Regions from separate parts of the Ovis aries genome. Here region 1 is linked to region 2. A link is a contact called in public Hi-C data. All regions are on one chromosome and are shown on one strand. The core of a region is the stretch at or near the end of the contact, and the rest is flanking DNA. Distances in the headings are between cores, read along the strand shown. Region 1 has its middle 54 kb from the start of EZR. Region 2 holds the start of EZR (ezrin).

Evidence for each region. Hi-C and Micro-C count contacts between places; a contact is called where the count stands out from the background.
Region 1: a Hi-C map of liver shows a contact between it and region 2, with 2.0 times the contacts expected there. The contact joins the enhancer-like site here to the promoter of EZR in region 2. A contact is called at or near these places in 3 of 16 Hi-C or Micro-C datasets (blood and liver).

What each region holds. Positions count from the first base shown.
Region 1 is chr8:82,989,435-82,996,387 of ARS-UI_Ramb_v3.0, forward strand. No RefSeq gene overlaps it. Among named protein-coding and RNA genes, the nearest start is that of EZR, 54 kb to the left of the region's middle. Within about 2 kb of position 3,822, at least 52 of the 54 cell types and tissues checked have an H3K27ac peak or open chromatin away from gene starts, as enhancers often do. A contact at or near this core is called in liver, where this site is marked.
Region 2 is chr8:82,936,706-82,944,070 of ARS-UI_Ramb_v3.0, forward strand. It overlaps EZR (ezrin), which reads right to left and starts at 2,692. Exons shown (of 14, transcript XM_060419304.1): 1 at 2,437-2,692; 2 at 1,112-1,199. The coding sequence starts at 1,123.

The DNA.
Region 1 (6,953 bases), core at 2,572-5,071, 54 kb after region 2:
AGCTCTCAGCTGCTCTATTTGCTTGCTCATCTCTCACCTCCTTTACATTTCGAGCCAGTTACAGCAGTCACCATGACTGATTCATACTATTTGTATGCTTGGAACACAGAAAGAGATCCAGAATTATTTGTTGAATGAATGAATGAATGCTTCAAATGGGCCATTTAAAATGTAGATTCTCGTGGGGTCAGATTCCAGGCTGGAGGCTGTGTTCACTTGCTTTGCAATTGTAGAGGGCACTTTCATTACCTGCTACCGTTTGGTTCCTTAGTTTTGTCAACAGAAGATATTGTGTTGGGGCAACAGTAAAGAGTTAGGGGACAGGCAGGTTTTCAAAAGGAGTCCTTTACTGGAGCAAAAAATAATCTAAGTCAATCACACCCTCAATTACTCTTGCTGGCAATGAAAGGAGTTAGAAGGATGAATCAAAACCATTATACTAAGCAATATTGGCATCTGGCATCTATAACATTACAGGCTCAGTTCATATTACTACATTTTTGCAGCTAATAACTTCAGTTATTATGTTAATTTCAATAGCTAATTTTATAATTTATGGTAAATATTAATTTCTCATATCATATATAATTGAATATTAATTTCTCACTCCAAGACACAAGTTCTATTAAAGATTTCTAAGTCTAAAACTATAGGTTAATGTGGCCTAAAAAAGTGAGTTTATTTCATTTATTTTATACTGAATTGGTTGTTCAATTGACTGAATCAAATAATCCAAAGAGCTATTTGGGTATTAAGTACAGGTTGCCTAAGACACACACGTCTGAATAGGGAAAAAGGAACTCCACTTAAATTCAAATTTAATTGAACATAATGCTTTGCAAGTTTCTGGAGGCTCAGTTTACCTAAAACATACTTGGGTGTGTAGTGATTTGCAAAGTTTGCATTTTTGTAGTAACATCCAGGGCCACCTGATTGAGCAACACAGCACATTTTATAACTTTATAGTTGAAAAGAAGACTTAAAACCTTCTCTTTGCCTGATTCAGTTCAGTTCAGTTCAGTCGTTCAGTCATGTCCGACTCTTTGCGACCCCATGAATCGCAGCCTGCCAGGACTCCCTATCCATTACCAACTCCTGGAGTTTACCCAAACTCATGTACATCGAGTCGGTGATGCCATCCAGCCATCTCATCCTCTGTCGTCCCCTTCTCCTCCTGCCCCCAATCCCTCCCAGCATCAGGGTCTTTTCCAATGAGCCAACTCTTCGCATGAGGTGGCCAAAGTATTGGAGTTTCAGCCTGATTAGCAGTGATGAAAACAATCTGTTAATTGATCAACGCAAGATCAATCAACAAAAATGAATGGCTTTTAAGGGGAAAAACATCCCTTGCATTGTATTTTTTAAATAATGCCTTTAATTTTTTTTTATTACTGCCTAGTTCCTGTTCTTAGCTTTTTGTGTTTGTTTTTCTTTTTTGTCTTGTCAGACCAAATCATTTTCAATATGAATTAAGGTCAGAGTTGAAGCATGGGACCAGTAGGAAAGAACTATTATTGCTATAAAATACAGTCTATTTCCCTAATGTCTGCTTGTGAACCAGGCTATTTTGTCGAAATGTTTTCAGAAAGCTCTATTAAAGAATAACTGATGTCTTATACCTAATAGATTTTTAGTAACTATTTGTTCAATGAACAACAGACACAATTAAAGCTGAAGCCACTATTTGGAAATGATGTTGCTGAAGTTTCGATAAGGAATTTTAAAGCTATAGGTGAAAATAAGTGGTCTTAATGTAAATTATTACCTATGGAATTTAGTGCTGCCTATGTAGCTCTGTAAAAGGGACAATAAATGGATAATCATCAAGTCGGGTACTTTCTTTCTTCAACAGCCAAGGAAAAGGGCAAGAAGAAGAACATTTTTTAGAATCTATATACACCACACACTAATCCAGGGAACTTCACAGATCTCACTTGCAGCAGATAAAGAAAATGAGTTTCAGAGAAGTCTGGAAACTCCTACAACATCAGACAGAGAAGGAGGGTGATGGGCTGGGGATTTGGAGCCTTGGAGCCACTGCATGACTTGTATTTGGAATTTCCATCAATTTCTGGTAGCTCTGTGGGGGGTAAGTGTATAAAAATGTTTGAAAGCCACTGTTAAGACCAGTTTGCTTCTTGGTTCCTAACCAACCAAGTGGATCTAACTGAGGCCGCTCTGTAAACAGTCCAGTCTCCATATCAACCGACACAGCAGAACTCAAAATCTTTTCCAAAACTTTGCACTGCATGTTGAATATGGTCTGTTGTTCAGAAGTGGAGAATATTAAGACCCCTGGCATCATCACCATTTTCCCTTCCTAGCAATCCTTTTCCTAAGCCAGCAGCAGGACAAACGTCTTCCTGAGAAATTATGGCACTGACTAAGCTCAACTCCTCTTGGGCCAGAGAAAGCTGAATTTTCAATTTATTAAGACAAGGAAGAAAGAGATTACAGAGCTCAGTACTCAATGGCACAAACAATGGAGTCAGACCACCACGGGGATAAATCAGCGCTGACATCATATTATATGACTTCAGTCTAGTTATTCAGTCCCTCTGGGCCTTAGTTTCCCTTTCTGTAAAATGGAATAATAATGGTATCTAAGTCGTGTGGATTTTGTAAGCATTAGAGGAAATGTCTGTTAAGCATTTACAAAGCATGGGTCATTAAAAATAATGAATGATGATTTTCACTGATGTGCTCAATAGTTGCTCAGTTATATTCTTTCTACATGCGTTAGTTGCTCAGTCATGTCTGACTCTTTGTGACCCCACGGACTGTAGCCCACCAGGCTCCTCTATGGAATTCTCCAGGCAAAAATATTGGAGTGGGTTAAATTCCCTTCTCCAGGGAATCTTTCCAACCCAGGAATCCAACCCAGGTCTTGCGCACTGCAGGCAGATTCTTTACCACCTGAGCCACCAGGGAAGCCCCTCTTTCTACATATCTAAATGCAAATAATGTTCAAGGCTGTGAGCTCAGGAAACCTCAAGAGGCGTTCAGGGGTTTTGCAATCAGAGGTAATATTTGTGATTACAAAATTTAGGAAACAGAACTCCTAAACAGAATCCCTTTCAAGCTAAGTTCCCATCCAATAAGGAGTGGTGGCTTCAAATGGTCCTTTTTACTTCTTTTCAGGTATGATAGCAGTTTCCGTAAATCACATTTTATAGTTATTCAGTAACTCTCACCAAAGAAGCTCAAACTTGCCTGTCACCGAACAAAAAAAAAAAAACAACTCAAACAGCCTTGAAACTCAGAGCAGTAGTACACCTGATTGGTGGAGAGCCAGAAAGCAGGGGCGGTCAGATGTGGCTCTGATCACGATGTGGGAAAGAGGAGGAAATAAGATCCTCTGGAGCTGTCTAGGGAGTGTTTTGTTCCTCTGGTTTCAGAAAAGGGTAAACCACAGCAAGGAGAGAAGAAAGGAAGGCCACAGTCAAGAGAAAGGACACAGTCAGACAAAGGTTCCAGAGGGCAGGCGGCCTCACAGGTCTGATTTAGCGAAGGGCCAGGTTAGCCTGGCAGAAAGGTCTGCAGAGGGAGCTGACAAGCGCTTCCACACAGGAAATGACACTTTGGCAAGGTTCTCGCAGTTTCTGCCATGTGGCTTCTAAGTGTCAGGCCATTGAGCAACTCCCTCTCCAAAGCGTGAATTAGTTCGGTTCTTAGCAGCCTGTCACACAGGCTCATTAAAAACGTAGCCCAACCAACAGACGGCAGAGTGGCCATGGCAGCCCCAGCATCCCTCTAGAGAAGGTCAGGGCCTAAGGAAGCTAGAGCCCACGGCCTCCTCATACCGCGAAGCCGCCGGAAGCGCCCCTCCTCCTGAGTCTCGGCCCCGCCCCGCGCGGCGCGCGAGCGTGTCCTCACCCGCGGCCGACCAATCAGAGCGCGAGACCAAAATAGCGCCGTATAAATGCGTGCCGGCCGGCACTGCCGGCGCAGAGCCGCGCGCTAGGGCGGGGCTGCGCGCGCAGGTGAGCGGGGCGGGGCTGGGCCACCTGCAGGGAGAGGCGAAAAGGGGCGGGCCCGGCGCACCTGCTTCCGGCTGACGTGGGCGGGGAAGGTAGTCAGCGACGTGCGGCAAACAGTCGCGGAGTTTGAGTTTCTGTGTGAGGAACGTGGAGCCTGCGAGCTCCGCTTCAACAGGACTTAGGGCTACACTGCTCTCACTGGTTTCCTCACCGAAAAGAAGCGCCATCCGCAGTCTGCGAGCCTGCGAAATAAAGGGCAGACCGCAGCCGAGAGTCCAGGGGCGACTCCTGTCCCGCTCCAGCAAAAGTTAACAGAGCCGGCTCTTAAGCCCTGGAAGAAGCCTAAAAACGAGTGGCCTCACAGTTGTGGGTGGGAGACAGGCCCAAATAAGAGGCCGAAGGTGATAAGATAGACGTGCTTCCCAGAAAGAAATGATCGATGCAGGGAGCCATTTCTTGGGGTCACTTTTTTAGGAGGAGATGAAAAACAAAGGTAGTATTAGGTGGAAAAACAAAGGCTTTCGCGTCATACACACCTGGCTTTCAACCTCACACACCCGCTCTGTAACACTGAACTCTGAACTCATCAGCAAACCTGGAAGTGGTCCCATCTTTAAGATGCAGATAACAGTACATATCCCATAACGTATTTTTGAGTAAGTCCCTCCGGAGATCATATTCATTTCTCTCTCCTTTTCTTCCTTCCCTCTCTCTCTTCCTTTCATCCTCTCCTTCATTTCCTTTCTTTTCTCTTTCATTCCTCATCTTTCTTCCTTTTTTTTTTTTTTTTTCCTAATTGAGATGTAGCTTTCACACTGAAGAGATCTTAAGAGAACAGCTTGATGAGCTTTTACACAGTATAATCAGCTCCAGGATAGAGATACAGGATATTTTTCATCACCCTAGGTTTCCACTTGCTCCTTCCCAGTTAATACTTATCACCCTAGAAGGAGCCATCCTGACTTTATGACTATATATTAGCTTTTCCTGTTCTTAAACTTCATATGATTGCAGTCAAGTAGTATGCCTTTTTCAGACTGGTTTCTTTCACCCAACAATGTCCGTAAGATTCATTCATGGTATGGCATATATCAGTAATTTGTTTACTGTTGGGTAGCTATGGAAAAACGCTAACTTTTTGGCCAACCCAATATTATATGGGTTGCGTCAAGTATAAGCTTCCCTTGTAGCTCAGTCAGTAAAGAAACTGCTTGCAATGCAGGAGACCTGGGTTTGATTCCTGGGTAGGGAAGATTCCCTGGAGAAGGAAATGGCAACCCACTCCAGTATTCTTGCCTGGAGAATCCCATGGACAGAGGAGTCTGGCAGGCTGCAGTCCATGGGTTGCAAGAGTCAGACAGGACTTAGAGACTAAACCACCACCACCACCACCAATATTATATGAAACATACAACAGTTTATCTATTTCATCATTGATAGGCATTTTGGTTTTCAGTTTTTGGTTGTTATGATTGAAGCAGCGAGTGAACATTCCCATGGGTCTTTGGTGAAAAAAATACACACAGTCTTGTTGGGTATATAAGAATGAGCACAAATTTTATGTCATGGCATAGGTGCATGTTTAATTTCAATAGACACTGCCTAGCAGTTTCCCTCAAAGGTTGAATTGATATATGACAGTTATTTTATATCCTTGCCAACATTTGGCATTAATAGTTTTTTTCTTAAAAAATTCTTGGTGAGTATGTAGCAATATCTCCTTGTGGTTTTCATTCATTTTTTTTCTCTAATGAATAATGATGTTGAGACCCTTAACTAACTTCCTGGCCTTTTGGGTTACTTATTTTTGAGAAATGATTGTTCAAATCTATTTTTTTAATGGGTTTGTCTGTCTTTTTGCTATAATTTCTGGGGATGCTTTATATTTTCTGGATATGAATCTTTCATTAGGCACATGGATTATGAATATATTCTCCCTGTCTGTGCCTTGCTTAATCTGTTTCTTATGATGTCTTTATTTTATTTTGTTGTTAAAGTGAATATACAACAACACCGAGTTAAATTTTTTTCTAACGTAAAACAAAAACTTTTGTTGCACATTTATAAAATCTGCATAGTTGTAGCAAGTGTTCTTCCCTCCACAGTTGCCTCATTAATCTTAAAATTTGGTTGAAACACAGTACCCAATCTGGAACCTTTTAAAAATGGTCAACAGGGGATATTTCTTTCTCTACATACACATATTGTATGCTTATTACCCAGGTTTCCGTGGTGGCTCAGTGGTAAAATAATCCGACTGCCAATGCAGGAGACTTGGGTTCAATCCCTAGGCCAGGAAGATCCCCTGGAGCAGGAAATGGCAAACCACTGCAGTAGTCTCACCTGGAAAATCCCATGTACAGAGGAGCCTGGTGGGCTGTAGTCCATGGGGTCACAAAGGGTCAGACCGGACTGAGCATGTGAGTGCGCAGTGAGTGCGTGTGTACTCACGTGCTTATTACCCACCTGTTCTTGAATCTACTTTTTCCTTTACCCACTAACTTACTCATTGTAATTGCTTTAGATTCCCAGTCTGATAATTCCAAACTGTGTCATATCTGAGTCAGTTTCTGATGCTTGTCTCTTCCCAGTGTATTCTTGTCTTTTAGCATGCCTTGTAATTTTTTGTTGAAAGCCAGATAATCAGCTAATAGGAACAGAAGTGAGTGGGCTTTTCGTGCTAAGTTTTAGGTTAATAATGACCAGGAGTTGGCCTGTGTTTAATGTCTGCTGTAGCCGTAGGTACCAGGTGCTCCCTCTAGTTTCCTTAATTTTTTTGTTTCGCTGTTGTCTTTGGGTTTCCTAAGAACTTCTTCTTCTTTTTTTTTTTTTTTTGGCTGCACCATATGGCTTGTGGGATCTTAGTCCCCAATCAGGAATTGAACCCCAGCCACGGCAGTGAAAGTGCAAAGCCCTAACAACTGGACTGCTAGGGAATTCCTCTAGAAGCTTAAGTAGTGTCTGTTTGCAGCT
Region 2 (7,365 bases), core at 1,442-3,941:
AGCACTCACTACAGAAACAACTCGTTTGAAAAACTAGAAGGTTTCTCATAAACTCCATAGGTATATGAAGTTATGTATTTTATGTATGGGGTGTATTTTCATAGGAATCTTTTATTGTAATTTTCAATGAATCCAGATATTCTCGCCACTGGGATTCAAAACTCCAAAAATCTTCAATTATCTCCTCCCCAATTATCTGGTCACCAGTTCACCTGTGTTCAAGCTGGTAGAACAGATACCACTTGCTAAGAAATGCTGCTCACAAAAAAGCTGCCTTGTTCGCCCAACTTAAATGAAAGCCGTGTGAAGCCCAGGCTGGCCACCATCCCACCCGAGAGAGATTCAGGCGACACAAATCAGATTCGGGGAAAGTGGGTGTAAGAGGTGCGGGCGCAGCAGCGCTAGGGGGTCAGCTGATGTTTCGGAGGTGCGCCAGGAGCCTGCTTATCAAACTCCAGGGCTGCCTGCCTTCATCTGCAATTCAAGTTCATTACCAAAGCCCTCTCCGAAATAGGAATCCTGCTGTCACCAGCAAATTCCCGGGTTAACAGAGCACGGCTTCAGTAGGATGAACTGGAACGAGGCTGCCCCCAGAGAGAGTGCCCCCCACCCCCCCCCTTTAAAAGAGAGCGCCAGGGGAGGAGTTGGGGCGCGCCTGCTCCCAGACCCGGGAAGGCAGCGGGCGCGCGCCGTGGGAAGCCACCTGCCTCTCCTGCGACTCAGGCTCCTCTTCAGGAAAGAAACTTCCAGGTTGTCTTAGGACAGGGCTTTTCCACCGTCCGAAGCCGCCTAAAAGGCATTCTGATTTTTCTCAAAGATCCTAACCCCCAAGGCTCGGCGGCGGAGGGGGCTCGCAAACAAAAGGACCGTAGAGAAAAAAGCATCGCAATCTTGTTTTCTCCAAGAGTTCCACTAAGGGATGACGAGGGAGAAAGAGAGGAGACGATCCCCTCCCTGCTCCTGGCCTCTCGTCCGCCTAGAAAAGAACTCTATTCTTCCCTCCGCCCCCCCCCAAAAAAACCCGAAAAAGCCCCAAACCTTGCCCAGATAACTCCGCTTGAAAACCGTGCTCAACACATCCCGCCTTGCCCACACACACCCAGGGACTTACCGGTTTCGGCATTTTCGGTTCCGGACGGGTTTCCTCGCCTTCCTTGGAAACACGCTCTCCAGCAGCAGCTGAAACGCCCTTTCCCGACCTGCAGGCGGAGGAAGCCCAGTGAGCGTGCCCAGCAGCCCTCCTACCGATCCCACAGCTCCCGCCGCTGCCGCCGCCCCGAGACTCGGCGCCCGCCCCGCGCTGCCGCTTAAGAACCGGCCGGGCGGGCGCCACGATAAGTCACCGCCCAACCTGCAATTACCGCGGGCCGGGCGAGCCCAGCGCCGAGGGGGTGGCGGGGGGCGCGGCGCCGGGGGGCGGGAGCGCCGAGGCGGGGCCAGGCACCACGGGGCGGGGCCAGGCACCACGGGGCGGGGCCCGGGCGGTGGGGAGCGCGGCGCCGGGGGGAGGAGCTCAGGAGAGGGGTGTGGCCAGGGGCGTGGCCCGCCGGGGGCGGGGCGCGGAGCCCGGGCGGAGGGTAGGGCAGAGGAGGGCAGGGGCGGGGAGCACAGAGGAGGGGAAGGGCGGGGCCGGGCGGGGCAGCTGCTGGCTAGGGGTCTGGGCTGCAGGCAGGGGGCCGGGCCGGGCCGGAACCGGGGTAATGGGGGGCTGTCCGCCGAGGAACTCCTCGGGGCGTCCCGGAAGCCCGCGGGATCCCAGAAGACGGAGAGTTTCACTTTGTGAAGCAACCGTTTACCCTAGGGCTGAAACCGCAACCGTCAACCCTTTGAGAAATACTTTGTGAAAATGGTCCCCGCCCGGACGCGGGCGCGGGGCCCGGGGGCGCGTCCACGCAGCCCGGGCTCCGCCGGCGCTCCGGAATAGGGGCCCGAGGGGCCGGGCTGTGGCGCGGGAGGTCGCGCGGCGGCCACGCGGGCAGCCTCGGCTCCACCTGCCGCGTGTGTGGGCCGCGCCAGGGTCCCGCCGGTCCTGGGCTCCCGCGCCTACCGCCCCCTCGGCCGGGCTGCCCGCGCCGCCACACCTGTCGTCCTGTTCCGGCCCCTCCGCCGAGCGCGCGGCGCGAACCCCGCTCCCGCCGACCCGGGCCGCGCCCCGCTCACCCGCGGCTCTTGCAGAGGACGGCTGCGCTCCAAGCGATCCGTGCGTCCGAGCAGTGCGCCCGAGGCCCGCGCTCCCGAGAGTCCGGGGCGGGGCGGGGCCCCGGGGCCGCGCCCCTGACCGCCCCGCCCGGCCCGCGAGGTGCGGCTCGCGGGGAAGATGGCCGCGGGGACCCCGGGAGGGGGCGCCCCCCACCTCCCCCACCTCCCCCACCCTCGGAAAGACCTCTCCTCAACCCTTCTCTGTCCTTCCCCTCGCCTTCGGAGAACTTTGCTGACCTTGACTCAGCTCCCGAGGGTGGAGGAGAGGTGCGAGATCGTCCCGCGGTGGGCTGAGGGAGCGGAGGGACGTGTAAATAAGACTGCAGGGGCCGGCAGGCTGCCACCACGGAGGAGCGGGGCCTCTAGGGGTGCGGCCGTCCCCGTGGTCAGGTCATTTTGTCGTCCTCGCCCCCGGGGCCGAGACGGGATATTTTTTGAGAACCGGGGACCTGGGCCGCTGTGTCTCCCCGCGCACGTGGCCGCCTCCTCCCTCGGATTCCGCGATGATGGGCACAAGTATTAAAAGGCGCTCCATAGCCCAGCGCTCTTGGTTAAAGGACACACTTGTGGCCTCATTTGACTTGATTAACTCAAAGTTTAAGGGGGGGAGGGGGACAGAGAATAAATCTCCTTAGAAATTCTGGGAATTATTTTTTTAATTTTGTTTTTGCAAATGGTTCTCAAAAGGAATTAAACACAGACACGGACTTTGGTGGCCATTGGTATTTGTTGCGCAGCGATTAAGAGAGCTAACGAGAGCACTGGTTCTCAAAGCCTGCTTCCCAGACTAGCAATAACAGCATCACCTGGGAACTTGAAGAAATAGAAATTCACAAGTACTTCCCAAAACCTACAGAATTAGAAACTCTCCGCTTGGGGCCCAAAGTCGGAATCTTAAAGCCCTCCAGGTGATTGTGATGTAGGCTAAGGGTTGAGGCCAGAAATTTTCCTGAATTCCTTTCCTGGTCTAACTCCCTATTTGAGTTGAATAAGTTATTTAACACTTTAACATCTGTAAAATGGCATAATTATGGCACCTATTTCATAGAGTTGTTATGAGGATTTAAGGAGTCAAGGACTTCCCTAGTGGTTCAGACGGTGAGACCCACATTCCATCCCTGGGTCAGGAAGATCCCCTGGAGAAGGGAATGGCAACCCACTCCAGTAGTCTGGCCTGGAGAATTTCATAGACAAAGGAGCCTGATGGGCTCTAGTCCTTGGGGTCACAAAGAGCTGGACACCACTGAGTGACTAGCACAACAACAATGAGTGGATACATGTAAGATGCCTAGAAGAGTGCCTGAAACACAATAAGAGTGCAAATCTGCCCTGGCACAGAGAGCAACTAGTGACTCTGGGCAAGCACTAAACGGTAAGAGTCTCTTAGGTGATGGCACCCCACTCCAGAACTCCTGCCTGGAAAATCCCATGGGCGGAAGAGCCTGATAGGCTGCAGTCCATGGGGTTGTGAAGAGTCAGACACAACTGAGCGACTTCACTTTCATTTTTCACTTTCATGCATTGGAGAAGGAAATGGCAACCCACTCCAGTGTTCTTGCCTGGAGAATCCCAGGGACGCGGGAGCCTGGTCGGCTGCCGTCTATGGGGTCGCCCAGAGTGGGACACGACTGAAGCGACTTAGCAGCAGGATAGAGATACTAGTAGGACCCACTTCATGGGGTTGTAGGAATTGAATGAGGTAATGTGTGCAAAGTGTTTAGCACCATCCTGGCCTCTTAATGCCTATCCTCTCTTTGGGATGGACTGCTTTAGGGATAGCCCTTGTCTCCTATGACCCCTACCCCCACCCCACCCCTAGCTGCAGGTCCAGGGCATTTCAGACATCCAGGTGAGTAGGGAGGCCTTTTTTGAGATTTGGTCCTCAATTTGGGCAGGTCTGTTCCCTCTGAAAAAGGAACTTTTAAGAAGTAAAAATGTAAAGGGAACTGCATTAGTAAGGTAACTGAAAGGTATTTAACCTTCTAGTGATAAAACTTCAGGTTGGACATGTCATTCCTCCCATGCTCTATCTCCAAGTCTTATCACTGCCTGGAGCCTTGTTAGTCATTTTTGGTCCCCAACTATACTGATAGGATATGCCTCTAATTTTTTTTTTTTATCTCACCCAGGTTACAGTATTTTATTTTAACTGGATGTTTGAAATTGCAGTAGCCTAATACCTTCTGGAGCATTTCTACACTTTACCCTTCAGGGGAATACTAAGAAATGAACTGACCTGTGGCAGTGTTGTAAAAATGAAAAAAGATCACAGGTTTTAGAAGCACACAGAGCTAAGTCAATCCTGGTTCCAACTCACAAGCTGGTCATTTTGGGCAAATCTCTTAACCTGACCGAGCTCCCACCTCTCCGTCTGTAGGCTGGAGATGTTTATTTCATAGTGTTCTTGTGTCCCTGAGTCATACAATGTGAGCATTCAACTAACTCAAAGGCAACTTGTAGGTATAATTTTATGGCATAAGTTAAAATAGTACTTTGTAAATCAACTATATTTCAATTTAAAAAAATCTACAAATAATGCTGGAGAGGGTGTGGAGAAAAGGAACCCTCCTACACTGTTGGTGGGAATGTAAATTGGTACAGCCACTATGGGGAACAGTATGGAAGTTCCTTAAAAAAAAAACAACTAAAAATAGAGCTACCATGTGACCCAGCAATCCCGCTCCTGGGCATATATCCGGAAGAAACTATCATTCGAAAAGATACATTCATTCTAATATTCACTGCAGCGCTATTCACAATAACCAAGACATGGAAGCCACGTAAATGTCCACTGACAGATGAATGGGTAGAGGACATGTGACATGTGCGTAGGTATATGTGTGTGTGTATTTGTGTGTATGTTTATATGTGTGTGTATATGTGTATGTGTGTATGTGTATGTATGTGTGTATGTGTGTGTATGTATATATATATTCTTTTTATGACTAAATAATATTCCATATAAAGAATGAGAAATAATGCCATTTGCAGCAATATGGATGGATCTAGAGATTATCATACTAAGTGAATTAAGCCAAAGATAAATATCATATCATATTGCTTGTGTGTGGACTCTAAAAGAAAAAAAAATTCCAAAATATAGAGACATTCACAGACATAGAAAACAAACTTATGGTTACCAAAGGGGAGAGGGAGGTGAGGGGAGGGGTAAATCAGGGTAAATCATATATGTTAGGATTAACATATATGCACTGTTATATATGAAGTAGACAACTAACAAGGACCCACTATATAGCCTATAAGGGAGAAGAAGCTGAAAACGAAGCTGAAAAGTATATATATATACTTAACTGAATCACTGTGTTGTACACCTGAAACTAATGTGATATTGTAAATCAGTTCAGTTCAGTTCAGTCGCTCAGTCGTGTCTGACTCTTTGTGACTCCATGAATCGCAGCATGCCAGGCCTCCCTGTCCATCACCAAGGAGTGGTGGCTACCTGGGCACAGGAGGGCCTAGAGGAGCCATCCCACGCGAAGCTCAGGAAGTGTGGCTGTGAGGAGATACCCCTCATCCAAGGTAAGGAGCAGCGGCTGTGCTTTGCTGGAGTAGCCATGAAGAGATGCCCCACGCCCATGGTAAGAGAAACCCAAGTAAGATGGTAGGTGTTGCAAGAGGGCATCAGAGGGCAGACACACTGAAACCATACTTACAGAAAGCTAGTCAATCTAATCACACTAGGACCACAGCTTCGTCTGACTCAATGAAACTAAGCCATGCCCGCGGGGCAACCCAAGACGGGCGGGCCATGGTGGAGAGGTCTGACAGAATGTGGTCTACTGGAGAAGGGAATGGCAAACCACTTCAGTATTCTTGCCTTGAGAACCCCATGGACAGTATGAAAAAGCAAAATGATAGGATACTGAAAGAGGAACTCCTCAGGTCAGTAGGTACCCAATATGCTACTGGAGATCAGTGGAGAAATAACTCCAGAAAGAATGAAGGGATGGAGCCAAAGCAAAAACAATACCCAGCTGTGGATGTGACTGGTGATAGAAGCAAGGTCCAATGCTGTAAAGAGGAATATTGCATAGGAACCTGGAATGTCAGGTCCATGAATCAAGGCAAATTGGAAGTAGTCAAACAAGAGATGGCAAGAGTGAACGCGATATTCTAGGAATCAGCAAACTAAAATGGACTGGAATGGGTGAATTTAACTCAGATGACCATTATATCTACTACTGTGGGCAGGAATCCCTCAGAAGAAATGGAGTAGCCATCATGGTCAACAAAAGAGTCCGAAATGCAGTACTTGGATGCAATCTCAAAAACGGCAGAATGGTCTCTGTTTCCAAGGCAAACCATTCAATATCACGGTGATCCAAGTCTATGCCCCAACCAGTAACGCGGAAGAAGCTGAAGTTGAACGGTTCTATGAAGACCTACAAGACCTTTTAGAACTAACACCCAAAAAATATGTCCTTTTCGTTATAGGGGATTGGAATGCAAAAGTAGGAAGTCAAGAAACACCTGGAGTAACAGGCAAATTTGGCCTCGGAATGCGGAATGAAGCAGAGCAAAGACTAATAGAGTTTTGCCAAGAAAATGCACTGGTCATAGCAAACACCCTCTTCCAACAACACAAGAGAAGACTCTACACATGGACATCACCAGATGGTCAACACCAAAATCAGATTGATTATATTCTTTGCAGCCAAAGATGGAGGAGCTCTATACAGTCAACAAAAACAAGACCAGGAGCTGACTGTGGCTCAGATCATGAACTCCTTATTGCCAAATTCAGACTGAAATTGTAAATCAACTATATTTTTTTAAAAAAGTATAGAGACAAGGAATGATTGAAAAAAAGAATGGTCACTGCAGAAATTGGAAAATTATATCAATAAACTGAATCAACTATTAAAAATAAAATAGCACATCAATTTTGCATATACTTTCCTTATGTCTTACATTACTGGAAGCATTAAATCTTATAGTACATGTTACTTACTGTACAGGTTTTTATCTCCCCACAAAAACACTTATACTGTATCTTATGCTTTAAAAGGACTTTCCAAGGGTAACTTAATTTCACCTATGTTAGAACCTAGGCCCCTTCCCAACCACTGCACCCCCACCTCATCCCTGCAAGTTACACACAAAACTGAACTCCATGGAATCTCTGCCAGTTGCTTTGGACTGTGA